Regions from separate parts of the Mus musculus genome. Here all the other regions are linked to region 3. Evidence: chromatin contacts called from public Hi-C and promoter capture Hi-C data. All regions are on one chromosome and are shown on one strand. The core of a region is the stretch at or near the end of the contact, and the rest is flanking DNA. Distances in the headings are between cores, read along the strand shown.

Region 1 (5,375 bases), core at 2,385-4,884, 2.3 Mb before region 3:
AGACTCTGTAGGCACCAGCTTGATTTCTCCATGTTCAATGAGTTCCCTAGGTGTTGTCCTCAGCAATTCGTGGAGAACAATACATAGTCTTAATAGCAAGCCGAGGTGGTTTGCTGACTTCCAGGGGACCCCTTTGACCAACCACTCAATTAGATGAACTGGAAATTTTATTTGATATCGAAAGATAGCCAGTTTGGGGTACTGTCTTTGCTATTATTTGGAGATTTTATTTAGAGCACTTTCTTTTTTGTTTTGTTTTGTGTTTTTGTTTTTCGAGACAGGGTTTCTCTGTGTAGCCCTGGCTGCCCTGGAATGCACTCTGTAGACCAGGCTGGCCTTGAACTCAGAAATCCACCTGCCTCTGCCTCCCAACTGCTGGGACTAAAGGCATCTGCCACCAAGCCCAGATTCAGTTTCTAATATATGTCTATATTAGGTTTCTAATTTATTAGAATTCCAGAATACCCTTCAAATGGCCCTTCAGTTTAGCTGTCTCCTCCCATATTCCTTCCTCATCTCCCTCTCCTCTTTCCCTCCCTACTCGATACTCCTTTTCCTCTGAGATCTATCTGTTCCCTCTAGTTCCTTTATTTATTCACAACTTCTGTGATATTATATAGATTGTAGTGTCATTGGCATTGACTTAGCTACTCTTCACATATCAGTGAATATATACCACATTTCTCTTTCGGGCTTACTTCACTCACGATGGTTTTTACCTAGACCCATCCTTTACCATCATTTCATTATTTCATTTTTTTTAAAGTTGGAATATTCCATTATGGATATGTTGCACATTTCATTATCCATTTTTCTGGTGAGGCACATCTAGGTTCTTTGCAGTTCCTGGCTATTGTAAATAGAGGAGCAATGAATATAGATAAGCAAGTGTCTCTATGGTAGGATGAAGCAACGTTTGGGTCTATTTCCAAGAGTGATATGGCTGGATCCTGAAGTAGATCAATTCCCATCTTCTTGAGGAGCTACCACACTGATTTCCAAAACGGCTGTACAAGTTTGTGCACCTGTACAAATCACAGGTATAATCAAAGGTTATCATTGGTTGTTCCGAATCTAGGTAATACTTGCCAACAAAGGTACAGAGCATTTCCAATGCTACATTTGTGAGTTGGGCTGATGTTATTAAAGAATGGTTCTGACATGGCTTTTTTTTTTTTACAAGAATAAGAGTTATGAAAGACATCATGGTGATTTATCATGTGATATCATGATAGATATTAAATACAATGAACTACGGGAGAAAGAACAGGATGTGTGCAGATGTAGAAAGGAGTGAGGGAGCTGTTGAAACTTGTCGGGCAGAGGTGTACAAATTAAGAAGACAAATGACTTAAGGAACAAGAGTGTTGGGTAGACATCAGTGACTGGGAATTTGGAACCAGTGTTCCATCTTTGGATGTCTTATTCTGTCCGGGTTTACAGTTGAAGGTAGAAGGATACTGCAGACACAGAGCCCTCTGATGTTCCTCCTCTACAAGAAAGTACAGAAAGAAGTGTCACTGTGCCTTGACCCCAAGCTTTGTTCTCGGCTAACAATGCCTCCACCTGTACAGGGCTGAAGTATCCTGGAAAGAGAGCTGAACTTCCTTCCCAAAGAGCATTATGAAAAACATTGAACTTGTACCTAATAGGTTTCTCTGCCAACAAAATGAACCAATTCAAGTCAAATCAAAAGTATAAATCGTTAGCACAGCTCTAGGCTCTGCCCAACAGTTACCTTGCAACAGTTTGCATCTATGCTCACCAGGTATGATCCAGGAGCTAGGCATATAAGAAGACCTCTTCCCTCTCCTTCCCACATGTCTCCTGTTGGACAGCTGGACCCTTTCTCCCTTTCTCGCTCTTCTTTCTTTCTGTCCTTCTCTATCCCCCCACTTTTTCTGCCTGTACTCCTTTTCCAGGCCCCCTTCCTTTCCCCCAATAAACTTCCTCTTATACTAAGCTGTTTCCTCAGCGGGAACACCTCACCTCGGCCGGCTGAGTTGCTCCTTCCTGCCTGATCACTGCCACCTGTTTATAAAAAACAACATAAAGGCAGGCTTATTAAAAGGCAGCAGTCTGGCGAGTTGGCCAATCTATCAGGTGGAGGTCAGTAAAGTCATTCGCCCAGGATAAAGCAAGGAGGTTTTATAGTTTTGGGCCGTGTGGTGATGAAACATGGGATTATGCCCATATAAGGTTAAAAAAAAGAAAAAAGAAAAAAAAAAAAAAAAAAAAAAGCTGAGCGCCCAGGCAGGCACTCCCAGGTGGGTAGCGGGAATCAGGAAGATGATGACCTGTTAGGCTGTAGTTTCCTTTGAGGGGTCAGGGAGCTTTTTCTGTGTGGTAGGATGGGGAAGGAGGGCACATAGGGTTTTGTAGCTGGGGGGTGTGTGGGGGGGGGGTGTGTCGGGGGGTGATGAGCACGGGTTCCAGCCTAACAACACTAAAGTAAGGAGATCATTTTCTGCGGAGAGGGAATATGGTCTGGCTTGAGAAGATCCTTTTAGTCAGTGTGTGAGTTTACTGAAAAAAAAAAAAAAAAACCGGGAAAGACAAAAGCCGTGAAATCAACCCGGTTCTCATCACAGTAACCCCAGGAAGAAATAGCCCTGTGGAGAGGTGGAAGGAAATGGGAGGTTCGCATATGCTGAGAGGCTTAGATTACAGGAGCCAGCAAGTGACTGCCATCTTTGGCTAGGTCAACTGGATGGACGGAGATTCTTTTGCTAAGATGGAGACTGTATGAGGAGGTTTGGGGAAGACTAGAAGCTCTGTTTTAGATATGTCAACGTTTTTGAGGCCTTTAAGAAGCCCAGACAGAAGCGCCACGGGTGCAGTTTTGAAGATGCATAGCTAGTATTACTGATGAACAATAAAGAAGGTTTTGAAAAATTTTATTTGTAATCCAACATATATCTACTCTCATTTCCCCAGAGTCTCTTTGAAGTATTTGTTTTTAAGATTTACTTATTATGTATACAGCTTTCTGCCTGCATGTATACCTTGCAGGCCAGAAGAGGGCACCAGATCTCATTACAGATGGTTGTGAGCCACCATGCGTTTGCTGGGAATTGAACTCAGGACCTCAGGAAGAGCAGACCTCTTAACCTCTGAGCCGTATCTCCAGCCCCTCCCCCAGATTCTCTGATGCTGTAGTAATGAATACATTTTTGTGTACTCCTTCCATTTAAATTGTTATAAACGTTTTCCCATTGTCATGCAGGTAAAACAACTATGTTTAAAATCTGCAGCTTTTGTTTTGTTTTGTTGAAACAGGTTCTCACTGTCTAGTCCTGTCTGGCCCAGAATTCTTTGCTGACCAGGCTATCTTGGAACTCATTAGAGATCCGCCTAGTTCTGCCTCTGAAGTGTTCTTATTAGACATGTGTGACGCCATACCCGGCACGTTTTTGTTTTTTTTATACAGAGATGGTTTTTTAATTTTTATTTTTTTCCTTTAAAGACAAAGGGACCAGAGTACCTGCCTCCGTAGTAATGACACCTCCCTGTGACAATCCTCTGCATAAACTACGCTTTCTCCTCCTGACCAGGAGAGGGCGCGCGCCACGTCGAGCTCAGACAGAGGTGCCTCTCCCTTGTCTTCCTCTGGCCGTCCTCCTGACCTTCCTCCCGGAAGTGCTCCTGCGGCTCCGGTTGCCGGCGTGACTTTGAGCTCTTCCCGCTCTGCTGCCGGCGCTGAGCACAACCGATCACCTCAGAGCAGGAGCCTTGGAAGTGGCTGTTCCAGGCTTGCCATGCGGCTGCTGCGGGTCGCCGCAGCCCTGGGGCGTGGACCGTTCCCTCGGGTCCCTGCAGTCCTGGGCTGGCAGGGGAAGCAGGTACTGGTGCCAGAGAACCTTCCAGAGCAGGGCAGGTTGGCGACACCTTTCCTTACCTGGGGTCTTGAGCAGCGATTTCCCGAGCCCCGTAAGCCCTTGGGTATCCGCATGCCAGCTCGGCCTTGCGACCCGCAGCTCTGCGCCGGGGTCCCTCCCTTCCTGATGATCTACCTTAAAGAGAAGTGCCCCGAGTGAAGGTCAGATGAAAGTTAGTGTCCCCGGGGCTCGAATCCCGGATTTCGGACTCGTTATCCAGTGGTCCTCTTACTACTGGGTGTGGTTGGATGCTCTCTGAACGTGTGGGTTCTATTCAACATCCCGGTACTCTTCTCTGGCCAAGTTTCCCAGTCAGGTGTATAGATTAAACTTTGTAAGTCTTTGGAGTGAGGTACTCAGAGCAGGGAAGCCGTTGGTAGATGTGACCTCTTACCTGTCATGGATACCTCGTTTGCTTTGCTACCAAGTGTTCCTGTGGTTTAACCATCCAAGCGCTTGTCAGCTGTCTTCTTTGACATGTGCCCAGTTTCCCTCTACCCAGAAGTGTTTGCCAAGCGTTTGGGTGTGCAGTTTTGTTTTGATTCAACAAATACATCCCCCTCCACCCCCCACTGTAAAGCTGACAGGAACACCACCACCCCAAAAGGCACTTCCTTGTTTTCGTTCAGATGAAATTGGAAACCTTTTTGGAGTTGTCTTGTGGCTGTTAGTTGGGTAGACCCATATGCCCCTTGCTAGCTGTGAATTACAGGACGGGAGAAGACAGAGAACCTAAGGTACAATTCAATCTAAAACTTGTATCTCTTGTTAAAGTGGCCATTGAGAGGTATAGCTCTGACTATTATGGTAGTGTGTATTTAAAAGTTAGCAGTGTGGATCAGCCAGCCATAAGGGTAGTTGTCAAGTGTGACAGCCTGAGTGTCAGTCTTGGGACCCACACAGTGGAGGGGTGAAAACGTAGCCCATGACTGCTCTTCCAGAGGAAGAGTTGAATGCCCAAAACTCACATCTTTGTTCGGAACCATCCATAACTCCAGCTCTAGGCGATGTGACCTTTCCAGCACCAGGCGTGCACGTGGTGCAGAGATATATATGCAAGCAAAACACATATACACGAACCTTTAAAAGTCTCAAGTTTAAAACTAACATTTAGAAGCAGTAGTTGTGCTTCTTTTATGAGTATTATTCAGAATTAAATCCAGGGCTCCTTAGATAATACGGAGGTTGAGAACCTTGCTTTGAGGATGAGAAAACAAGTCCGTAGTTCAGGTTTTAACTGTGATCTCGTATAATAGGTGTGCTAAACTGAGCTTTTAAAACTGTTTCTCAGGCTGATTGGAAGACCCGCCGATGGTGTTCGTCAGGGCCAGTTCCCAATGAAAAAATACGGAACATTGGGATCTCAGCTCACATTGATTCTGGGAAGACGACGCTAACAGAACGGGTGCTATACTACACTGGCAGGATTGCCACGATGCACGAGGTGTGTGCTTAGCGGTTGATTCCAGAGCGATTCAGAAATCGATTTTAATTCTA
Region 2 (5,415 bases), core at 604-3,103, 2.2 Mb before region 3:
TTCTCATAGCCTTGAGTTCCAAGTTTATCTGTGTTCACGCGCATACACCACCATTTGGGATGAGCTAGGGTCACCTTGAAGTGACCACTACAGATGCTGAACAGCACCCAAGCTCCTGCTGACACGAAAGGAGTGAGCTCTCCTTCAGATGTTGAGAGCTAGCTGCTTTTGTAAGGATGCCAAGGGGTAGCTGAAAAAGCCCAGAAATGCTAGGTATTTTAGGAGTTTAAAAAAAAATGACATTTATTATGTGTGTGCATGCATGCTGTAGCAGGCACGTGGAAGTCAAAGGACAACTTGGGGGAGTCAGGTCTCTTCATCCACCTCCTGGTCAGAGGATCAAACTCACAAGCTTGCCAGCAGGCACCTTTACCCAACGACTGTCTCACTAGTTCTATTTTATGATTTTTTTAAAAATCATATTGGATTGAAAGAAAATAATCCCTGGTATTTGAAAATTGGTGAACTTTGTCCGTCTGGGTTTGTTTGTTTGTTTGTCTGTTTGTTTTAATAGAGAATTCTCCCCCCCCCCACCCCCCAATAACGAGGGAGGTTGTCATCAGGGCTCCTCTTTCCTCAAAGAAGAGGACAAGATCTTAAGTTGTGACTTCATTTCTCCGGTGAACTAGTAAAGGCTGGATGGAGCCTGGAGTAGAGACTGTCCCTGAGACAGTAAAGATTGTTTTGCTGTTGCTGTTTATTTAACACTCACAGTAGTTTGCCTTTTTCTAGAAATAAGGAAATAAGGCTGAGAGTTACGAAGGTGATTCACATCATCTGATGCTACACGGAGGATGGTCTTTATCATCACACCAATTTAAATCTTATGCTCCACTCTACAGAAGATGCAAGGCTGCGGATCTGTGGCTTTGTGGAACACCCCGGGAGCCTCATTGCCTCGGGATTCCGCAGTTGTGTAACTTTAAAAATCTGTTTAATGAAGAGAGCAACACATCTACAGCCACTGTCCGGAAATCAGCAAGCGATCTAGGAGCTGAAAAGTTTCGATCGCCCTTTCAGTTATGCAGAAGACGGCGGCCCTGTCACTCCCTAGTTAGATTAAGAAGATACCAGAACTGAATGGTCCCTGGTCAGACCCCTGAGTAACCTTTACCACTTTATCCCGAAGCCTTGCACTGGTGGCCTGCCATGAACAACGAAACTCTAGAAACGTGTCTGCGATGTAGAGAGCTGGCTTAGCTTTTGTACACACACACCTCCCCTACTTTGGTAGGAGCCATAGAGTCTAAGCCATGAGTAGACTGGGTACACAGTGCGCATGCCAACACCCACACTGGGTACCCCGACCAGGGGCTGTTATTCATGGGACCTTTTTTCTTAGGTTCTCAAACACGCTAAGTATTTCTGGCCTCAGAAATACCGGAAAGGCAGAGGCAGCGTTGGAGGGCTCCGCGCCTCTCGCGCGACACAAGCTCAGGCTGGGAACGCTGCGGTCCCCGAGCGTGTCCCGCCGCGTCGCGGCTCACTCACCCACGCGCGGCCCTCCTGCACGGTGGCCAGCACCCGTAGCGCGCTGGGCGAGCCCGCGCGGAAGTTGAAGAAGTGCAGCGCAGCGCGCGCCGCCAGCTGCAGGATCCCGCGTGGCAGCCCCACGGCCGCGGGCTGCCGGGGGACTTCGGTGTATTCCAGGTCCGCGGGCTCAGTGACAGCAGCGGCCAGTGCGAGGCTCGGCAGCAGCCAGAGGCTCAGCAACAGCGCTGGCATCGGGGGTTGACGGGGCTGCATGGACACGGGCGGCAGGGGCCCACGGGGCTGCGTGGATGGGGAAAGCTGGCGCTGAGCTCCCTGGACCCGGTTCGCAGTGCTCACGGAAATAGGCCACGGCGGCCACTCCCCTCCGCCCCCGGGTCGCCGCCCTTCCTCGCCTCCCTGTCCAAGCAGAAGGACCAGAAGGCGCCTCCGGGAGAGCGGGTCATGTCCCATGTCCCCATGACGCGGTGAGAGGGGACATGGGACAGTGGGGCGCCTCCTTGAGGGCACACTCCGACTCCAACTCTGGGAACTTAGCTTGTCGCCTGCGGCTGCTGCAATTTCACAACCCTCAGGTCTTAGAACCCACTCCAAAGGTTAGTTGAGGTGAAAGAGGAGACGGGTGGTGACAGGGACCAGTGGCCTTGGCCTTGATGGGGAATTTGAGAAGAGGCAGCTGGAAACAGGGAAAGTGTGCAGAGGGCGGGAGCAGGTAGTGAGCACCTGCAGGCCAGGTAGGGAGGAGGGGCGGTGGGCGACCGGACAGAGGTTTTGAGAATCAAGTAAATTAATTAATACTGGAGAGGGGCCTTGGGTTGAAGCCAGATTCCAGTGGCGTGAGGTGTGGAATCAACGCGTCACTGAAGGCAAGAGGTGGCTACTATTTTCTAAACCACAGGTAAGAGAAAGCCCTTTAGGGACCTGTGAGGTGGCTCAGTGAGTAAAGGTGCTAGCCACCAAGCCCGATGACTGGAGTCTTGCCAGGACCAATGTAGTGAACAGAGAGAACATACTCAAGCAAGTTGTCCTACGACCACCACCCACCCACCTACCTACGTACAACATAACAAATTAAATAATAAATGAAATGAAATGTAAGAGAGACAGAACAACCGGAGATACCCAGGGGTCTAGCCCACCTCATCAGCAGCAGTCGCTATCCTGAAGGACCAAAGAATGATTGAGACCCATTTGTTAACTACTGCTTGTGAAGCTGGGAGACACCTGTGGAACAAAGGGAGCAGTTGGCTGGGTATCTTTCCTGCCATCCCAGCCTGCAGCCTACTGCCTGCCATCTGCCTTAGACTCCAGTGCTCAAAGACGGGATTCTGGAAGGAGCCATCCTATGATCACCAAGCCATAGGCCTGTGGACAAAGAGAAACTGTCTAAACGATACTCCCCCCTGTTGCCCATCTGTGGACTGTCTTTCCTTCTGCAGATTTACGAAACACCTGGGTCATGGGGAGATGAGGATGAGCAACCAGATAAACATCTGGAGCACACCTACAGTCGATGAGCCAAGGGAACGTGTCCTGTGCTGTTTGCAATAGCATGCTCTGCAGAAAATTGAGGAGGGAGCCAGAAGCCTTAAGATGGTGACTTAACCCAGGTCAGGGCTGGCAGTCATATCAAGAGGGGACAGCAGAATCATTGGGGTAGGTGGAGTATTTCAAAAAGGCCCACATATCCTTTGTTTCCATTTTCTTTCCCTCTCTCACCCTGCCCCTGGACTAACCATGGTCAGTACCCATATGGTCACTTAGGAAGCAAAGTGGACATCAGCTGTCAGAAAACATGTGCTTCCTAGTGTACATAAGAGGCCAGGATACCTGTTCCCACTCCTGCCACAAATGCCAATGAGCAGAGATGGGTTGAATATTATGTTGCACTTTGTATAGAAAGGCAGGCAACCAGAGAAGGCAGTGGATAGACATCCTTAGGAAAAGCTGCCTTCCATCTCACCGAGCCAGGAGGAGGAGAACAAGGCAGACAATTATCCTGGAGCTGCCATGCCCCTCTGCTCACAGGGACAGTCACATCTTTGAGATTAGAGATGCCTGCCCCCCCCCCCCCCCCCATCATCTTCCCTGAAAGCTTCTCTCATTCTGTAAACATCTAGGCTCAGGAACTTTCCTGGAATATGCAGTGTAGTTGGTGTCTTCTGGAGTCAACCCTCCATTTGTCTAGGGCTGAACTCGGGACAAGTAAACTGGTTCACAGTGTGCATGTACTAAGCTGTTAACATGTACATGCAGATTCTTTTTTGACGTTCACAATTCACTTTGAATTCAAAAGTGTCCCTAGCCATATCGCCTGTCAAGACTTCCCAGTGCCTGCTACATAGTTATGAATGTACCGAATACCTCTGGAAGAACCAACCAGAAACAGTGGTTGCTTTTGGATCATGGAAGTGAGTGGGCTTACAATGTTGGTCTTTTGACCTGAGATAGCACCCCCAGGTTATCCAGAGCCTGGAGCCCCTGCTTGGAGCCCAGATACTTAGGTTGAGCTGAATCTCCCCCACTTGTGCTTGGGTGGCACCTCCTGCCCTACTGGGTGATTGTGAGGTTCGAGTGTGCTCATATCTACATGTATGTGCCGAGGTGAAAGTAATGGCTATTTGAAATTGCTATCATTGTTGCTGTTGCTAGCAAGTTAAAAAGAATTGTGACAACAAATTGAAAAGAAGATAGAATCTTGACAAAGAATAAATCCAGCAGTGACTTTCTTTTTATAAATAAACAAGGGGTTGTGATTAAAAGAAACTGATGGGCTATTCAATAAAGATATTTCCTCCAACCTCTATCACCTAGTCTTTTATAAGTACTATTAGCAACCAAGCCATATATAAATCTATATCCCTGTTGTAGTTCTTCCCCCTGGCAAAGGTGAAGGTACATGGGTTTGGCAGATGGATAGGGGTAACTCCACCTTGACTACATATTGCTGAAGTCCAGTAAAGTCTAGACAGGATGAGAAAGATGTTTATTTCTGAGTCATGGAACCAGGGACACTAGTGGAGAAAAAGTAGCTCATCTGATTCCTTTGCCTTCATTTCATGTTCTGGGAGGTCTTGGCTCTTGTTAAGGTTAGACCCTGTAAACGTACACATTCCCTATACTGTGTTCTTAGCCCACAATATCTGTCTCAGAACCCCTTGAGGAAGGCTCTTGGCTGTCTACAGAAAAACAGGACCCCTACTTGCTTAGTGCCAATGCTTTTCTAGTGGATATGGCACCTCTGGCCTCTGCCATGGAGTTGCTTTGGGTTCATGGGGGATTTCATGGTGTGTCTGAGCCACCTGAGGATCACCGTGGTAAAGTAAGACCCTAGCGGTCCTTGCTTAGGAGAAAGACCCTGAGTTTGGGGCTTCCAGCACCTACCTATCTACATTATCTCATACTCTGGAAGGGAGTCAAAGGCTGCAGGGCAAAGGGAGACCAGCTGCTGTGGAGCCACTAGCTAGAGTTTTCTAAACCCTGGGGGTTAAGAGCTGAGGCTTCCCTGCAGAAGCAAATTCTTTCTGATGGCTGAACTAGAGACAAGGAAGGTCTTTCCCAAAGAGATGCTGTAGAGGACAGGGTGATCATTTTTTCTTCTACCACCAAGGAAAGGTTTCAAAGAAACGTATTGCATTTGATGTTTGTACTTCAGAACCCAACTTTCTGATGAACATGTCATATCTACACTAGGTATATGTAACTTCAGCTATGGGTCAGATATGCCAAATGCAACTGAAGATCTGAGATCCTAAGTTAAACTTACTTAAATAACTATTTGTGGCTGGTGACAGATTTGAAAGCTTACTTTGACTGACTTTTGGCTGTGACGTCTGATTTAATAAAACGGGGTGTGATATTTTGGAAAGCCATGCTTTAGAAGAGGTGCTAGGTGTTTCTTCTTGCAGGATGATCTTATACGTC
Region 3 (5,344 bases), core at 264-2,763:
AAAATTCTTTGCCTCATTTACCTGAATAGTGCCGACGGTTAATATGAGTGCAGGAGCCCACAGAAGATAGAGGCATCCCCCTGGAGTTGAAGTTATAAGCCATTCAAAGATGATAATACGGATGCTGGGTACTGAACTCTAGTGTTTTGCAAGAATAATAGTATGGACTACTGAGCCATCTCTTCAGACCACTTTCCCCTCTTTATGCAGGTGCTGGGTATCCAACTCAGATCCTCGAGCCTGCATGGCAAGCACCTTACTGACTCAGCCATCTCCCCAGCCTCCAACGCTAAGGCTTCTATTGGAGTTCTTAGGACTCTCATGTATAGAATCATAGCATCTGCAAATAAGAATATTTTGGTTTCTCCCTTTCTTATTTGTATTCCCTTTATTATTTCCCTTGTCTTACAGCCCTAGCTAAAAACTTCCAACACTCTATTAAAAGTGGAGAACATAAACACCCTTGTCTGTTTTAGTAGAAATTAGGCATATCTTTAAAAAACAAGTAACTAAAGTTTATACTGTAGTTACATTTCCATGTTCATTATAAATGTCTTATAAAACACAGATGATTGTGTGGAGCTGGAAAGGTGGTGGCTCAGCAGTTAAGAACATCTGCTACTCTCTCCCAGGACCAGAAGAGCTTGGTTCTCAGCCTCTGTGTTGGGCAGTTTCAAACCACCTGTAACTCCAGCTCCGGGGCGTCTGACACCTCTTCGGACCTTAGAAATGCTAGGGTCTTCCTTTTGACATCAGTTTCGGTTACAGTTGCGGATTTACCTGTTTTCATCTATTTTGTGGATCCACTTCTGAGAAAAATATGTTTCAGATGATTTCTTTAAGAATAATACTTTTCTTTAATGAAAAACATTTTATATTTTCTGCTTACTATTAAAAGTACAGTGTTTGCAATATAATAGAGAGTTTTCAGTTTTTCTTTCTTTTCTTTTTCTTTTTGCATCAACTGTTTAGTAAACAGCGATTCGATACTCTTAAGTTGTCCATGGTGATATTTACAGTGGCCATGTTTCTTTAGAAAGATCCATGTATTTTATGTATTTGAGTGTTTGGCCCGCATGAATATATATGCACCAAGTTTGTGGTTGGTGGCCTCAGAGTTAAGAGGGCGGCAGATCCTCTCCAAATGGAACTCTAGACGTCAGTGAGCCCACCCTGTGAGTGCTGGGAATTGAACCCAGGTCCTTTGTAAGAACAACTGCTTTTAACTGCTGAGCCCTCTCCCCAGGAGCTGAGAAGTGCATTTTAAAGATACGGGGGCGGGTGGAACGGTGAGCCTATCACAGACACCAAACTGTTGTAATCACTGTCCCGAGCCTGCTCAGCTCGCCCGGTCTCCCGTATCCCCACCCACTCACTCCATAGGCCCCGCCCCTTGCTACACGTGTATTCTTTGACCCCGCCCACCCGTCCCCTTCTCCCGCACCCTTCAGCACGCGGGATTTCCGGTTCTCCTATCGCGAGATCTTCGTAGGTGTGTAGCGCGGCTGAGGTAGCCGGTAGTGCGTCCTGGCCGGCGGGTTGCCCGCTGTGGGTGTATTTCGCCCTGTCACGGAGCTGCTGGTAGGTTCTGGGTGGGAGACCCGGCTCCTGCGCCAACAGCGGCCAGACGAGGGAGCGAGCCGGGCCCTGTACCCGGGCTGCGAGCGGCCCGCACGGGCGCCGGGGCGTGGGTGTGGGGCCGAGGCCGGCCGCATGCGGAGCCGCGGCGCGGAGGAGGGCGGAAGGGCCGTGCTGGGCGGCGGCTCGCGACCCCCGGGCTTGTGTGCCGCACGCATGGCTGTCCCCGAACTCAGGAGACTCGACCTGATGGATCCAAGTCTCACCGGTCCTTCCCTCCCCTTGATAGGTCGCGCGCGAACCATGGAGTACATGGCAGAGTCCATTGAGCACAGCCCGGGACACATGTGAGTTGCGAGCCCGCCCTGATCGATCCCTTGGCGTCTGCAGATCGTAAAATACCGAGAAAACGGTTAACGCTAGCAGGAGAGGTCCTTTTCTCGGTGGGAGAAAACGGTTGGGTCTTGATCGCATAGGAAGTCTACCCCATTTTAAGTCCGGTGTAGAAAAAAATGAGTGCTTTGAGAAGACGTCCTCCTAGAGGGGCACGAGTGGACGTGTACGGTTGTCACCCGGCTCCTCTGTCGTGCTAGCCACATGGTATGCGGTGCTCACGTGCAGCTAGTGGCCACCACTGGAAGATTATCTTAGTTTTCTTTGGGCAGCCGTGGGCCACGGTGGCGGAGGTTCACAGACTTTTTCTGCTGTTTCGTTGAAATCTTACTTTCGATGGAGCCAGTCCTGTTAGATTGGCCCTGGAATTCACTCTGTAGCCACGGCTGACCTTGAGAGCCTTGTCCCTTCAGCCTTAGCCTCCCAAGTGCTGCGATTATGTCAGGCCTGCTTCACAAAATTTTTCTGCCTCCAGTACACTATAGAGTTATACTCCTGTAGCTTAGAGCATCGGTAGGCATAGGTGCTCTTCTTGTCCTGTATTTTTGTCTATTTCTCCTTTTAAAAATTACTTTGTAACATAAAATACAGGGTTTCATTATATTTTCATGTATATAGGAGGGTCCGCATATTTAACATTGTACAGCGTTCATATTTACCCTACCATTGATCTTCCTTAACCCTCCTACCCCCTCACAGGTCCCTTTCCTTTCCTTAATAATCTCCTTTCTGTTTTCATGGAATACGTACATTTTCCTTTACTGTTCATTGTGGGTCCCTGTAAAGGGGGCCTGTTCGCATCTACGCATTGTAGATGCTCAGAACAAAGGGGGCACCCACTAGCCGAGTCAGATGCAAGAGAAACGAGAAACGGATCTTACATATATTGTTTGTTTCTCTTTGTTGTTTATTTTTGCTTTTGAGACAGTCTTACCATGTTAAGTCCTGCTTACCAGGAACTCATAGAGAGATCTGTCTGCCTCTGCCTCTGCCTCGCAAGTGCTGGGTAAAGGTCTGCACCATCACACTTGGCTGTCTTTTGTTTATATTGTTGAATTTATGTGCACATTAGTGTTTGCTATTGTTGTTAGACTATTTGCATTGCTAATTTCTTTTTTTCTTAGTTTTCCAATTTTAAAGAAGAGATGAGGGACTAGGACATTTCTATCATTGCATGAAGTTCATTAGCATGACAAAGTCGCACAGTGCCCTCTTTAAGCATTTTCAGAATTATGGCCCTTTGATTTTTGCCGATGTTTCAGGATTCTTCTTCACTCTGTCTTTAAGATTGCCTTTTTCCCCTCTTCGAGACAGACTCTCATGAAGCTCTGGCTGGCGTGAGACTCACAGATCTGTGTGCCCTGCTTCCTGGTTGTTAAGACGAAAAAGATTTCCCCCCACACCCCACTTGTCTTTTAAAAACAAATCAACTTATTTTATTCGTGAGTGTATGTGTGTGTGCTAAGTGCATGTAAGAGGCCATGGACATCAGAAGAGTGGTAGACTCTCCTGGAACTAGAGTTACAGATGGTTGTGAGCTGCCTCTTGTGTGCTGAAAATTGACCCCAGTTTGCTATAAGAGCTGGAAGCACTTTGACCCATTAAGTGTCTCCTCCCCCACTTTAAACAGTAGAATCTTGAAGGCTTTGGCTTGGTAGGGGTTTTTTGTTTGTTTGTTTTGTTTTGTTTTTGACTAGTAAATGTATAAAATCTAATTGGAAAAAATCTGCTTTATTTTCTCAAGCTTGTGCTGTGAATGTGGTGTCCCAATTAGTCCAAATCCTGCCAATATTTGTGTGGCCTGTTTACGAAGTAAAGTTGACATCAGCCAAGGTGTTCCAAAGCAGGTCTCCATTTCTTTCTGCAAACAGTGTCAGAGGTACAGTACATTACTACTTGTTTAGCTTCCTTAAGTTGGTCTTCATACAGAGAGCCACTGTGTTATGCTGAGATTACTCTGAAGTATACGGAATGAAACGTGCTGTTGAGTGTTAATTTTTACCTAGTTGATGTTACCAAGGATATAATAATTTGCAGTTTTATGCTGTGCTTTCTACTGTCCTACTAATCTGGTAAGGATAGAAAAAATATTTGTATAAAAGTGAGATACTGAATCTGACAGTAGAAGACGCCTTCTGAGAGCTGATGCATTCTTTCTTCAGTTTCGTTCCTTTAGTTGTTGGCTACATCTGTTTACATCTATCCATATGTCTAGTGAGAGACTTAAACCTTGTCAGTGAATATAAAAATTATATGCCTGTGACTTCCCAGATAGGTTTAGCATTTGCTTTGTGTATGTGGAAATTGTCTGTGGACCTCTGTAAGAATTCAAAATGTATTTCCCCAAATCTCTGCACATATATAAATAAGCCCATGAATTTAGTGTACTATTTTAGGGAGTTTACAGTGTGTGAGCCTGGTAAGTATGAGGCTTTTGGTCTGTTATGAATATTTATTATTAAATACATGGTGAAGTTTTAAAAGTATTAGACAAAGAAGCAGGACCCCCAAAATATTAGAAGTTTCTATCAAACTAGTTTTCTGTCATGCTTAGATACAGTCTGAGTCTCAATTTTCTCATGAGAATGAAGGGTTTTTATTAGATGATAAATAGTATTTGAAACATCCTTTGAAAATACTTATAAACAAATGGTTTTTATTGAACCTTGAAACAGGAAAATTAAAGTGTTTAACCATTTAATACCATGGCAAGAAAGCATTACATAACTCAGGTGAAAGTATTTAGCAGACATTGTTAATAACCTCTGTGTACTGGACCTTGGAAGACTGGGTTAAAAAAATTCATAATTTACAGAAAGGATTTGTATTTTACTATAATGAGGTTTAATTAATTTTGTTTTTTCAAGATAAAATTTCTCTGTAGCCCTGACTATCCTGGCCCTTATCTTGCTCTATAGACCAGGTTGACCTGGAACTCAGTTTGTCTTTGCTTCCCGAGTGCTGGGATTAAAGGCGTGCACCACCGTGCTTGACTTACTGAGGCTTATTTTGAAAACTTGTCTTTTTCAGCTTAAAAATTGAAATGAAACTTGATGACTGAACTTTTGATATACATTTCTATGTGTACTAATTTTCCTGTTTTTGTATGAGAAAAATGTTTCGCAAACATTTTAGAAGAATAAAATAAATAATTTTAGAGTCATTTAAGATAATTCTTACCTGTTGGTCAGTGTTCCTTCAAAGAAATTTTGGAAATATTGCCGTGTTTACTGGAATTTAAAAAGAAAGTCATTTATGTGTAGCTGTGTGCACGTTTGGTGTCCCTAAAGGCCAGAGGCATTGAATCCCCCTGGAGCTAGAGTTCCAGGCATTTGTGAGCTGCCCAACAGTGAGTGCTAGGAACCCCACCTCA
Region 4 (5,481 bases), core at 1,646-4,145, 2.1 Mb before region 3:
TCAACAGCCTACTCTGCTTGGAGACATTGCTTCCTCTGTACAGCCCTTCCTAGAGAGCACACATCACATGTAGAAAAGTTGGGGTCAGGTAGTCGGAGTCTCAGAGTTTATTAAGCACAACACTGGAGGTATATGTAGATGAGCATTCTCAGGCTGTACGCATCTGGGAGGAGAAAGCTGAACTTGCTGGTTTTTGCACACAGGAATCCACTAATCGCTTCTAGACATTTATACTTGGACCAGAGGAAGAAGGCTTTGCCAGTTCTGAGCCTGACCCACAAGGGAAGGCTTTGCAATTTACTATGGGCCTGCGGCCTTGGGCCTTGTCATGGATGTGCACTTGTCAACAACACACACTCATGGTGTCCCTCACTCAGGGCTTCGTCGGCTCCACACGTCTCCTGCCTAAGTCTTAATCACATTAAAAGCTAAATAGTTGGGATGACAGACATGTGATTCCATACTCAATTTAAGGGTGTTGAAATCTTATTTGAGAGTAAAGGCCTTCACATTATGAAAAAAATGATTTGGGATGAAAAACTATATGGAAATAAAGCACAGTCGGAGGAAATGTCAAGTCCTACACACACTGGTGATTCTACGTAAGCAACACGTAAAGGAATAAACCCTGGGAGCCCTGCTGAAGACATGGAGTCAAAAAGAGAAAGAGAATTTGTAGAAAACTGAAACACATCCATGGGAGAAAACACAGACCACACACTAATGGCAACAATTAAGGCCGATTCCTTTAACTGATGGGCTACCAAGCATGGGCTCATGCTTCAGTCTCTAGGTGCCAAAGCTCAGGTGTCATTTTAAAAGGCAAAACCCACAAAGATAAAAATTTACATCAAAGTTAGATAAGGGTCAGCATAACCTCAAAATTTTATTATATTATATATTAATACTTATCATTATCATCTCAGACATAACATGCCAATTATTTTTTGACTTACATCTTCAGTTATTTGAGTTTAAATTTGTATATACATTAATTAGTTTGGTGAATATGCAGACCACAGTCATGGTTGTGGAAATCTCAAATATGTAGCCAGGGTAGACATGACCCACTGGGAGGATAGATAGCTGAGAACTGTCTAAGCAAACACAGAATGAGGTCAGGTCCAGAGGGCATTACCCTGGGCATTTCATTAAGACACAAGTGACTATCATTCAAAAGAAGTCCAACCTCCTTCAACAAGAAGTACAAACTGTCTATACTATCATAGCCATTTTTACTTAGATTTCTAAAGGCAAAAACAAAACAAAATAAACAAACAAACGAAACAAACAAACAAACAAAACCCAAAAAGCCAAAAAGTGGATTAGAGATACTGGCAGCCAGCCTCTTACCTGTATTTTTGACTTAGCCATTAGACTTGTCTTAGTTAGGGTTTCTATTGCTTTAATGAAACACTATGACCAAAGCAAGTTAAGGAGGAAAGGATTAATTTGGCTTATACTTCCACATCATAGTCTCTCCCTGAAGGAAGTCAGGACAGGAACTCAAACAGAACCTTCTGCTGGAGGCAGGAGCTGATGTAGAGGCCATGGAACAGTGCTGCTTACTGGCTTGCTCCTCATGACTTGTTCAGCCTGCTTTCTCATAGAACCTCAGACTATCAACCCAAGGGTAGCTGGGCCCTCCCCAACAGTCATTAATTAAGAAAATGTCCTACAGCCTTGCCTACAGGTTCATTCCATGGAGGCATTTTCTCAACTGAGGCTCCCTCCTCTCAGATGACTTCAGCTTGTGTCAAGTTGACATAAAACTAGCCAGCACAAGACAGTAATCTATACTGTGGACAAAGCCAAGGAATGTAAACTGATGGTCTAGGCCCTTCATTGTAGTACAGCTGATGCTGAGTGAAAGATTAAGCCCAAGGTGGGGTATGACCACTGTGCTGGCAACTGCACAGTGTTAGTCAGGGGAATGCAAGGTAGACAGCAGGCTATGCATAAACATTCCAAACGGTATCTCTCTGACACAGTCCCTCTGCTTCCCCATCCCCCATATTTGGATCTCTTTGGAGGGCCCAAGCTAGGAGTCTAGAAAACACTCAAAAGTCCTCCTCCTTTTTCAAATCCCAGGTGCTATTGTTTAAGCAAGTCCTCATTTAGTCACTGGATCTCTCCTTGGTGCGATAGCTCCAGCTTTGAGCCTCTCACTTTCACTTCTGCGGCACGCTTTACAGCTATTTAGCACCTAGCCTTGCTACACTCAAAATTCTACTGCAAAGACTCGGCAAACCTAGAAATGTGGGGTAGAAGGCTGCGCTGCCAAATCAAACTTCTCAAAACAAACCTAGTGGTCTCTATACTCTGCTGGACATCTCTGAATGGCTCCTCATTTAGGATGTTCGTGTTTCTACTTTACTCGACTTTCCTCTTACTCCAAGATCAGTATAAACGTGTAATTATAAACGTATAAAACCCAGAGGAATTCAATAACTCTTTCAGCTGCAGTCACCATCCATCCACCCACATGATTAGTTTCTGTCCACCTAAGGAAATTCTCTCACCCATATTCAGAGGTGAGAGAATTTGTCCTCTTTTCTAGTACATAAGTGTCAGGTACATCATATGCTGTTCCGTCAGGTCAACTTAACAACTCTTCATGAAGAGTTGGCGAAGTGAGGGAGGGAGGACTGAGCTGGGTTCAGGTCAAGCCTTCCACCACGACTTCTGCACCACCACTTCCTACTGGTTTTAAATCAGATGTTAATGAGAACCCGGTCGCTCACTCCCACTCCCGACCGGATCTATACCCCATCGGCAGAACAGAAAGGCAGCACGGGAGCCCGGCCACCACGTGAGCAACCGTTCACGTGAGCACGGAGAGGCGTGGCCCGAGCAAGTCACGTGAACACACGTGATCACGTGAGTGCTGCCGCTGCCGCTGCCGCCCTGCCTTTGCTTCCTGCTCCGTTCCAGGCTGCAAGCTGATGGAGGACGAGGATGGGGAAGATCGGGCGCTGCTTGGGGGCCGCCGCGAGGCGGACAGCGCAGTCCATGGCGCCCCTCGCGCTCTGTCCGCGCTCTGCGACCCCAGCCGCCTGGCGCACCGGCTCGTGGTGCTGTCGCTCATGTGCTTCCTTGGCTTCGGTGAGCGGGGCTCGGCTGGGGCAGATGATAGAGGGATTCCAGGGTTCGCGCTGCTGCCTGGGCTCGGGAGCCCGCTTTTTCCAAGTGTCTGGAGCGAGGTGACGTTTGTTCCTCCAAGCCCCGGTGTTCAGCAGCTCCTCCCTGGGGACGCAGATGAGAAGGAAACTCAGATCTTTCTCCCGGAGAGCTGTGCTCCCGAGAGTTTCAGAACGTTGCTGGGGGAATTTCAGAGCGTGACTAAGTCCCTCTTCCTCCCTCCCCAGGCGACCCCTCCCATTCCCCAGTGCTTTCCTTTGTATTCTTTTAGAGCTCGGATCCGCTTTGGATAGTGTTCACTGCTAAGTACACCTTAGTAGGAGTCTTTTCTTACCTTTCCTCTGTGAGACAGCCTTGCAGGACCACACTTGTTAAGTTGGTTTCACTTATGAAATCTGATCTGGCGCAAAACACTTTCATTAGCTACTTTTAAAGACACCCTTCCCTCCCGTGTTACAGTTTTTAGTTTACATTGAAACTGTTCGGATTCGTAACAACTGGCTTGGCTTGAAAGAGTGTTTCAGGGGGATCAGATTCAGAAATACATGCACCTGGTTTATAAAAGATACTTTGGGCTTCGGTTTCTTTATTTTTGAGAAGATGGTACTCATTTGCTTTAAAACGTATTGAGCTGATAGTGGTGGCGCCCTTTAATCTCAGTACTGGAAGACAGGGACATGTCTGTGCGCTAGAGAGGCCAGCCAGGGCTACAAAGTGAGATCTTGTCTCAACCAACCAACCAACCAACCATGGTATTGAATTTCTTATAAGCAGTTAAATCCTGAAGGAGAAGTTTCTAGGTTTAGAATCAATAACCAGTAAGCATAGACAAAACACTTGAAGAAATTGTCCCTACTCAAGTTGACAGTTTATTTTTGGTAGGTAGATTGGGCTGAAAGTTTGGGTTTGAGAAACTAGAGCCGCCCTGTCGCTAGCTGCCTTCTCCACCTTTGGACCGCTAGCTTTGTGTATTTACAGAGTCAGCGGGGAAACAGGCAGTGTTACCTTGGGGCTTCTTCAAGCCTGTCAGCTTTCCCCGCTCCCAGGAGACATTGCCAGTTTTCATTTGATCCCTTAGACTGGCGCTTGTGTTGTTCTTGTTTCTAGCCCAGTTTTCACTCAGTTATTTGCTCCTGGGTATTTTTGTTTGTTTTTGTTTGTTTGTTTGCAGGATCAGGATCTATATCAAATACTGGTTTGGTTTGAATCTCTGAGTTACCTCTGCTTTCAAGAAAAGTGAGGACCCAGCTAACGTGCACCTGTAGAGGATGCTTGTAGACTTTTTTTAAGTAAGGGAAATGCAGCGATTTCATGAAGATGTTAATACAGTGATAAGCATGGGAAGAAAGACGGAAACGAAATGATTAAAAGCAGTTGATGTTGACCTCTTTATCAGGTTTCTGGTATATGCTGTGTATGCACACCACTACCTTGTGGAAGTTCTTTGGAATGGTAGATCAGGAAGTGGTGTAAAACAAACACACAAGCAAGAAAAAAAAATCTGTTGTCATAGTGTCAGCCATAGTAAACCTTAAACACCTCCGGGGAGTTACTAGTTAGGAGTTGTAACTTGAAACTCTTATATAGATATTATCATTCCGAGTGAAATATGTGTTCTTCCTTTTTCTAGGCAGCTATTTCTGCTATGACAACCCCGCTGCCCTTCAGACTCAGGTGAAACGGGTGAGTTGATTTTCTCCGTTCTTGTACTGCTTTGCTTTGGAGCACTCACTTACAGATGCTCAGATAGAATGAGCTCTCAGGTGCCCCATCTGAGATGTCCACTTTCTCTTCTAGTGTCTGTTATCACCACACCCACAGGCTGCAGAGATCAAATTTGTTTCTCTAAAGAACTCCTGAATAACATATACATGCCTCGAGATGGTTTTCTTCTTTAGGTAGATAATTATGGACTCTGCCCACAGTGTTACGGGAAATGCTAGTGTTGGTTGGAGCTTTGCACTCCTCTGAACCATTGAGTGAGTGGTGGGACAGCTTTGGCCTTCTTAGATAAACTTTGCTGTTATTTACTTTTATAAATGTGCATACTGGTTGCTGAGTATTGGCCCTATCTGCATTCTTAGTCTGGTTTTGAGTTGTAAAACTGTATTTGATATTTGTTGTTTTTTGGGCATTTAGACCATCATTATGTGCATTTTAAAAAGCCATTAGGCAGAGGAAAAATGCATGGGCTGTCCTTTGCATTCTAGGAGGGGTTAAAGAGGATAACATCTGTAAGACTAGGCAAGGACGATTCTTTTCTGTTTGGGAGGAGTCCATAATGGAGGTGGAAATGAAGAAGGAGGAACGTAGGAGACAGAAAAGGGCTGAGTTGGCCCC
Region 5 (4,918 bases), core at 783-3,282, 2.7 Mb before region 3:
AATGTATTCTCAGTCGAGAATTTAAGTGTAATTTAAGACGTTCCATAACTTCTTGTAATACTAACTACATTGCACATTTAAAGGACATGAAAATAAAGCTTATTAGAAATGTTGCTTTACTTTTTCTTTGACATTATCCTTCCTTCTAGAAACATTTCCCACCCTGCTTTTAGGACAAAGGCATACCTTTACATGGTTAACAGCGATTGCATTAAACATTTAGGTATTATTGAAGTACATGAACTCTTGCTTTTATTATTTCACAAGACTCAAAACCTTACTGCTTCCTAACTTCTATGAATTTAGGAGCAATGTCACATTGAGCATCGGTCTGCTATCTGTAACACTGTAATTCCGGAGAATAATCACAGAATTTTACTCTTTTGTGAAACTGTTTAAAAAAGATCATTTAGTAATGGGATCCACTAAGTTGACATGGTGTTTCAGTAGCTTTCAACCTCTATGACGAAATACATATTCGTAAACACCTCCCAAATAGCCCCTGCTAGAAGCCTGGTAAGAGATCAGGAGACCCCCAGACGCTTCTTCATCCTTTTAACCACAGGACTTAAATACAAACGCTTATGCCATCTTCTGTACTAGAAGGATGACCACTTTAAAGGTAACCAGAGAAAGATCAGGCATGACTATCCTGTAATTTGAACCAATAGATTTCTCTATTATTTCATCTTCTTGACTCATTCTAACTATAGGGGTGGTAGATGAAGCAATGATAAATCTCCAGTGTCTGACTCCCATTTGTGTAAAGGAAGTTTAATTTAAAATTTTTATTAGCATATAATTGTATGGTTTTCTTTATGAACTTTTCACATATGGAAACATACACCTCTTCTGTTAGCCTCTTATATCCCCCCCCCCATTCCCTTCCTCGCCATCCCCAATAGTCCCTCTTTTAGGAAGTTTCAGTTTTAAGAAATTAAAAGTTTGGAAATTGTATTAATAAAAGCTATGAAGTATGATGTTTCACCAAACAGCAAATATTTTCCTGAGAAAAGACATTTCAAAGCCTTTATTTTATTTTATTTTATTTTATTTTACTTTGTCAAAGTTTTGAAAGGAACATTGACTTTAAAACTCAGGAGACAGCCTATGGACAGATACAAAAATAATCAGGACCCCCCCCCCCCAAGAGTTCCCCCAGTTTTTGAATTATTTAAAACAAACATGTAGTGTTGTGGTTTTGTTTTAAAAGAGTCCCTCAAAACTGGCTAGTTAAGGTCCAGTTACTTTCCAGGAATAAACCTATACTGGAAGTGAGTTCCATCTCAAATCTCTGTGGAAATCTGAACCTTAGTATCTAGCTAACAGTAGGCCTGAATCCAAGTTAATATTTTATATATCTCCTCATTTTTGTTTCCTTATACTAAATCATGAAAGAAAAGTCATACAAGGAAAATATTGTATATTACAGAAAATGCCACGTTTCTTTAATTTCGGTAATAGAAGCTTCTTTCTTTCTTTCTTTCTTTCTTTCTTTCTTTCTTATAAATCTACCCATTTACTTTCTCTTCTAGAGGAACCTTCTCCTATCGGGCAGATTTCTTCCTCCTATCTAACAGTTTCTTTAATAGGAGAAACTAATTGCTTCCAATCCGTGAATGCCTTCACCTTCATGGCAGGAAAAAAAAAAAAAACCCACCGATTTTAATGTATTTTTTTGCAAATAAATCATTACAGTTTAATCACACACGACTCTATGCAGACACACTCCCATGATTTATTATTGTTGGGCGAATTTCCACCTCGCTCAACAGGAACTAACCAATTTTGCTCTACGCGGATGTCTTAAACATAACTTCTTACGATGTAGATGTTTGCTGATTATCTGTGACGATAACGGCGAATACTAAGGCAGTAACATCCCATAGTACCACCTTTATTGCTTTTGGAGAATAAGAAAATCCAATTATGCAAACACGCAAAACAAACATTAAACAAAAAATTGGCGGCATGACAATCCACTCGCTCGGCATTCCTAATGGTCCAGCAGCCTGCATCGACGCACTCGACAGCTCGGCTGAAGCTGCCTGGTGCTGGAACCAGGAAGGCGCTGAGCTTAAATTGAAGCAAGTTCTGAGGACGCCGGTGGCGCCGTGGTTAGAAGAGGGGGTTCCAGGTCCCCACGTCGGGAGGTGCGAACCCGAAGGTCGAGCCAGGTGATGCCGGCGTCCAGAGCTTGGGGGCGGCGCCCGCGAAGGAGGCGTAGCGAGGCCCAGCTCTGCGGGAGGCGGCGTGGGGCCTGGCGCAGTCTGTGGCCAGGAGCTCGCCGAGGGTTGGGCCTGGGCCCGCGGCGTGCGGTTTGTAGCCGTGCGCATGCGCCCCGCACCTTGCAGGGTCCCAGCCTGCTGGCTCTGGGCGAGGGGGTCGCCGGAGTGGTCGCGGGTGGCGAGCGGCCGCAGGCCCCAGGCTTGGCCTACAGTGTGGAGTTGATGTGGAGAGGTAGCCCCCAGTCCGCGGGTCCCGCGGGTCCTCGATCGCCGTTCCTCGGATTCCCAGTTGTCCTTCCTTTTTAGCCAGGTTCACTCTCACCTCCTCCAGGTAGTCGGAGCGAGGGGGAGGCTGTGGCTAAGTGTGCACGGAATCCCCACCCCTTCTCCTGTCTATCGGATGCTTGTTGGCTGGAGAGAGAATACATGGTTAGACAGACCCTTCCTGTCTTGACATATACACACATCACTTTAAACAGTCTGTGAATTTACCTTCTAGACTTTTGGTCATGTGACCAGATAGTTAACTCCTGAACTCATTCACCTTTCTCAGGAGTTACAATGGATGTTGTCTGCCCTCGATTTTAGGTTATTATTAATGTAATTTCTGAGTTGTATTTAAAATGTTTATTGAGGGGGGGGGGAAAGCTCTAGATTTGCCAGCAGCCCAGTTTTGTCCCTACTAAGTACTAGGTTGTTAAATAAATTCACACATCATGTGCTGGCATATGAAGGTATTCGAGTTGTCATCTTTGAACTTAGATGTAAAAGCTCCCAGTGAAGTAGCTACGTAGAGTTTTCAGGTTTTAAGGAGTGGAGCAGATGTGACAGGTACAACCATGTGGGGAAAGCAGCTCTCCTTTGAGAGCTTCTCCAGTCTTAGAGTTTATGAATATTCACTTTCTTTGCAGACAAAGGAGATTTCTTGCTAAGTGGTAGCACTTTATGACTGTATGTTCAATAAGAAGGCTAAAAATGTCTGAAGCTGAAAAAGACAAAGGCAGCTGGCACTTGTCTGTTAATTGGCCTCGATGACCCAGTCTCTACATATTCAGCGTGGAGAGTTGTGATGTGAATTGGTTGTCATAGGGTTGTTGTAGTGCATTTACAGATAACTTTCTTCTGGTTTCACTCCCAGAATATGGGAAGGAAGTCCTGTGATTTGTTAGTTTAAAAAGAGACACTAAATAATCTACAGAACGTTGTTGCAACAGTAGTTTTTTTTCTAATTGAAAATAATGTTATTTGTATACGATACATTCTGTTTTTTGTTCTTTGTTTTTCCAGACAGGGTTTCTCTGTATAGCCCTGGCTGTCCTGGACTCACTCTGTAGACCAGGCTGGCCTCGAACTCAGAAATCCTCCTGCCTCTGCCTCCCGAGTGCTGGGATCAAAGGCGTGTGCCACCACGCCCGGCTGTATACAATATATTCTGATGATGGTTTTCCCTCATCTCCCAAACTAACAAATAAAGAAAAAGGAAACTAAGAAAGCATGAGAAATGTGTACACACACACAAACCATAATATACAAGCAAAAGATCGGTATGGTTTACAAAAATGACCAAACAAAGCAATATGAGAAAAAAAAAAAAAAGTTTCCAAAAAGATCTCTGTGTTTGTTTTATGTTGGCCATCTACTGCAGGAGATGGAGCCTGCCCTTAAGTGTGGTTTGTGTACCCTTGGGAACTAATTGTTCCTTTTCCAGCAATTGTTGATTGGAGATGACTTCTTGTTGGGGATGGGAGCGCTTCTGGAGCACTCCAACCTCGATGCTGGTATCCTTTCTGGTTTGGACCTGTGTGGGCCCTGTACATGTGTCATAGCGTCTGAGTTCATCATATGTCAGTCTTAACAGTGGTGTTTTGACAGAATTCTTTTTCTTTTGAATTTTGCCTTGTTATATCTGAATTTTTGCCTCTGTTCTTACAATTCCTTTGGATGGTTCTCTGTTTCTGGATTCCATAGTATGTTAAATAGTGTTCACCCTAGTTTTACTTTTTGTTTTGTTTTGTTTTGTTTTTTCCAGTGTCTCTGGCAGCCCAAGGGTGATCTTGAACTTGCTGTGTAGCCTGATGAGATTGTAGGCATGTGCCACCACACTCGGCCATTTTACTTTTCTACCTTTTATTGAGGAGGGGGCATGTACCCAGGATCAAAGATTCTGTTTTCATTATTTAATGAAACACTATGCTGAAGTACTTATAAACTGCCATGTCCTCTGTGAACCTTTGTTCTCTTAAACTAATTGCCCTTCTGAAACATAATAACTGCTTGTTTTATCCTTATTAAGGATATGCCTTGGCAATTGGAAAATGCTGGTTCACTGAGTTAGATGTGTCTGTCAAATGTTGGCATCTTTTATTGTATATCAAGCATTCACTTTTATTAATATTGCCTCTGATCCTAGAAAAAAGGAAATCTGAGTACTAGGCAGATACAAACTGTCCAAAATTCAGATCTTTCCGTGAAGAGCTGCATTTTATAATTGGTGACAAATACCGTTAATTTTCCTTGCTGTAAAAGGCTATATTTACTTAGTCTGGGAAAAAGGCTGCCAAATGATCATCTGTTGGCAGTCTTACAGTAAGAAGCATGTTTTACAATAAGAGCAGCTGCTTGCAACTCAGTCACACAGGTTTTTAGGACAACCAGCACTCTTCACTGTATAATAGATATTGTATTTATTG

The links. Promoter capture Hi-C pulls out the DNA fragments that hold promoters and counts their contacts. A called contact is a pair of places that touch in the nucleus more often than the background predicts. Capture Hi-C pulls out chosen DNA fragments and counts their contacts.
Region 1: a contact with region 3 is called in a Hi-C map of B cells, with 5 read pairs. The contact joins the promoter of Gfm1 here to the promoter of Nmd3 in region 3. A contact is called at or near these places in 1 of 39 promoter capture datasets (liver), 1 of 484 Hi-C or Micro-C datasets (B cells) and 1 of 115 datasets of contacts at active chromatin or transcription factors (astrocytes).
Region 2: a contact with region 3 is called in a promoter capture Hi-C map of liver, with 4 times the contacts expected there. The contact joins the promoter of Rarres1 here to the promoter of Nmd3 in region 3. A contact is called at or near these places in 2 of 39 promoter capture datasets (liver and pre-B cells) and 1 of 115 datasets of contacts at active chromatin or transcription factors (bone marrow-derived dendritic cells).
Region 4: a Hi-C map of B cells shows a contact between it and region 3, with 5 read pairs. The contact joins the promoter of Mfsd1 here to the promoter of Nmd3 in region 3. A contact is called at or near these places in 5 of 39 promoter capture datasets (the 3T3-L1 cell line, the C10 cell line, hippocampal neurons and 2 more), 2 of 484 Hi-C or Micro-C datasets (B cells and CD4 T cells) and 1 of 9 other capture datasets (adipose tissue).
Region 5: a promoter capture Hi-C map of adipose tissue shows a contact between it and region 3, with 2.8 times the contacts expected there. The contact joins the promoter of Rsrc1 here to the promoter of Nmd3 in region 3.

Annotation. Positions count from the first base shown.
Region 1 is chr3:67,426,481-67,431,855 of GRCm38.p6, forward strand. It overlaps Gfm1 (G elongation factor, mitochondrial 1), which reads left to right and starts at 3,635. Exons shown (of 18, transcript NM_138591.2): 1 at 3,635-3,842; 2 at 5,170-5,322. The coding sequence starts at 3,759.
Region 2 is chr3:67,513,670-67,519,084 of GRCm38.p6, forward strand. Rarres1 (retinoic acid receptor responder (tazarotene induced) 1) reads right to left here and starts at 1,854. Exons shown (of 6, transcript NM_001164763.1): 1 at 1,492-1,854. The coding sequence starts at 1,746. It overlaps Gm40067 (a long non-coding RNA gene), which reads left to right and starts at 1,580. Exons shown (of 3, transcript XR_001783859.2): 1 at 1,580-2,087.
Region 3 is chr3:69,720,542-69,725,885 of GRCm38.p6, forward strand. It overlaps Nmd3 (NMD3 ribosome export adaptor), which reads left to right and starts at 1,514. Exons shown (of 16, transcript NM_133787.2): 1 at 1,514-1,581; 2 at 1,868-1,925; 3 at 3,716-3,850. The coding sequence starts at 1,882.
Region 4 is chr3:67,579,873-67,585,353 of GRCm38.p6, forward strand. Mfsd1 (major facilitator superfamily domain containing 1) reads left to right here and starts at 2,896. Exons shown (of 16, transcript NM_025813.3): 1 at 2,896-3,105; 2 at 4,772-4,824. The coding sequence starts at 2,946.
Region 5 is chr3:66,983,630-66,988,547 of GRCm38.p6, forward strand. Rsrc1 (arginine/serine-rich coiled-coil 1) reads left to right here and starts at 2,033. Exons shown (of 10, transcript NM_025822.4): 1 at 2,033-2,177.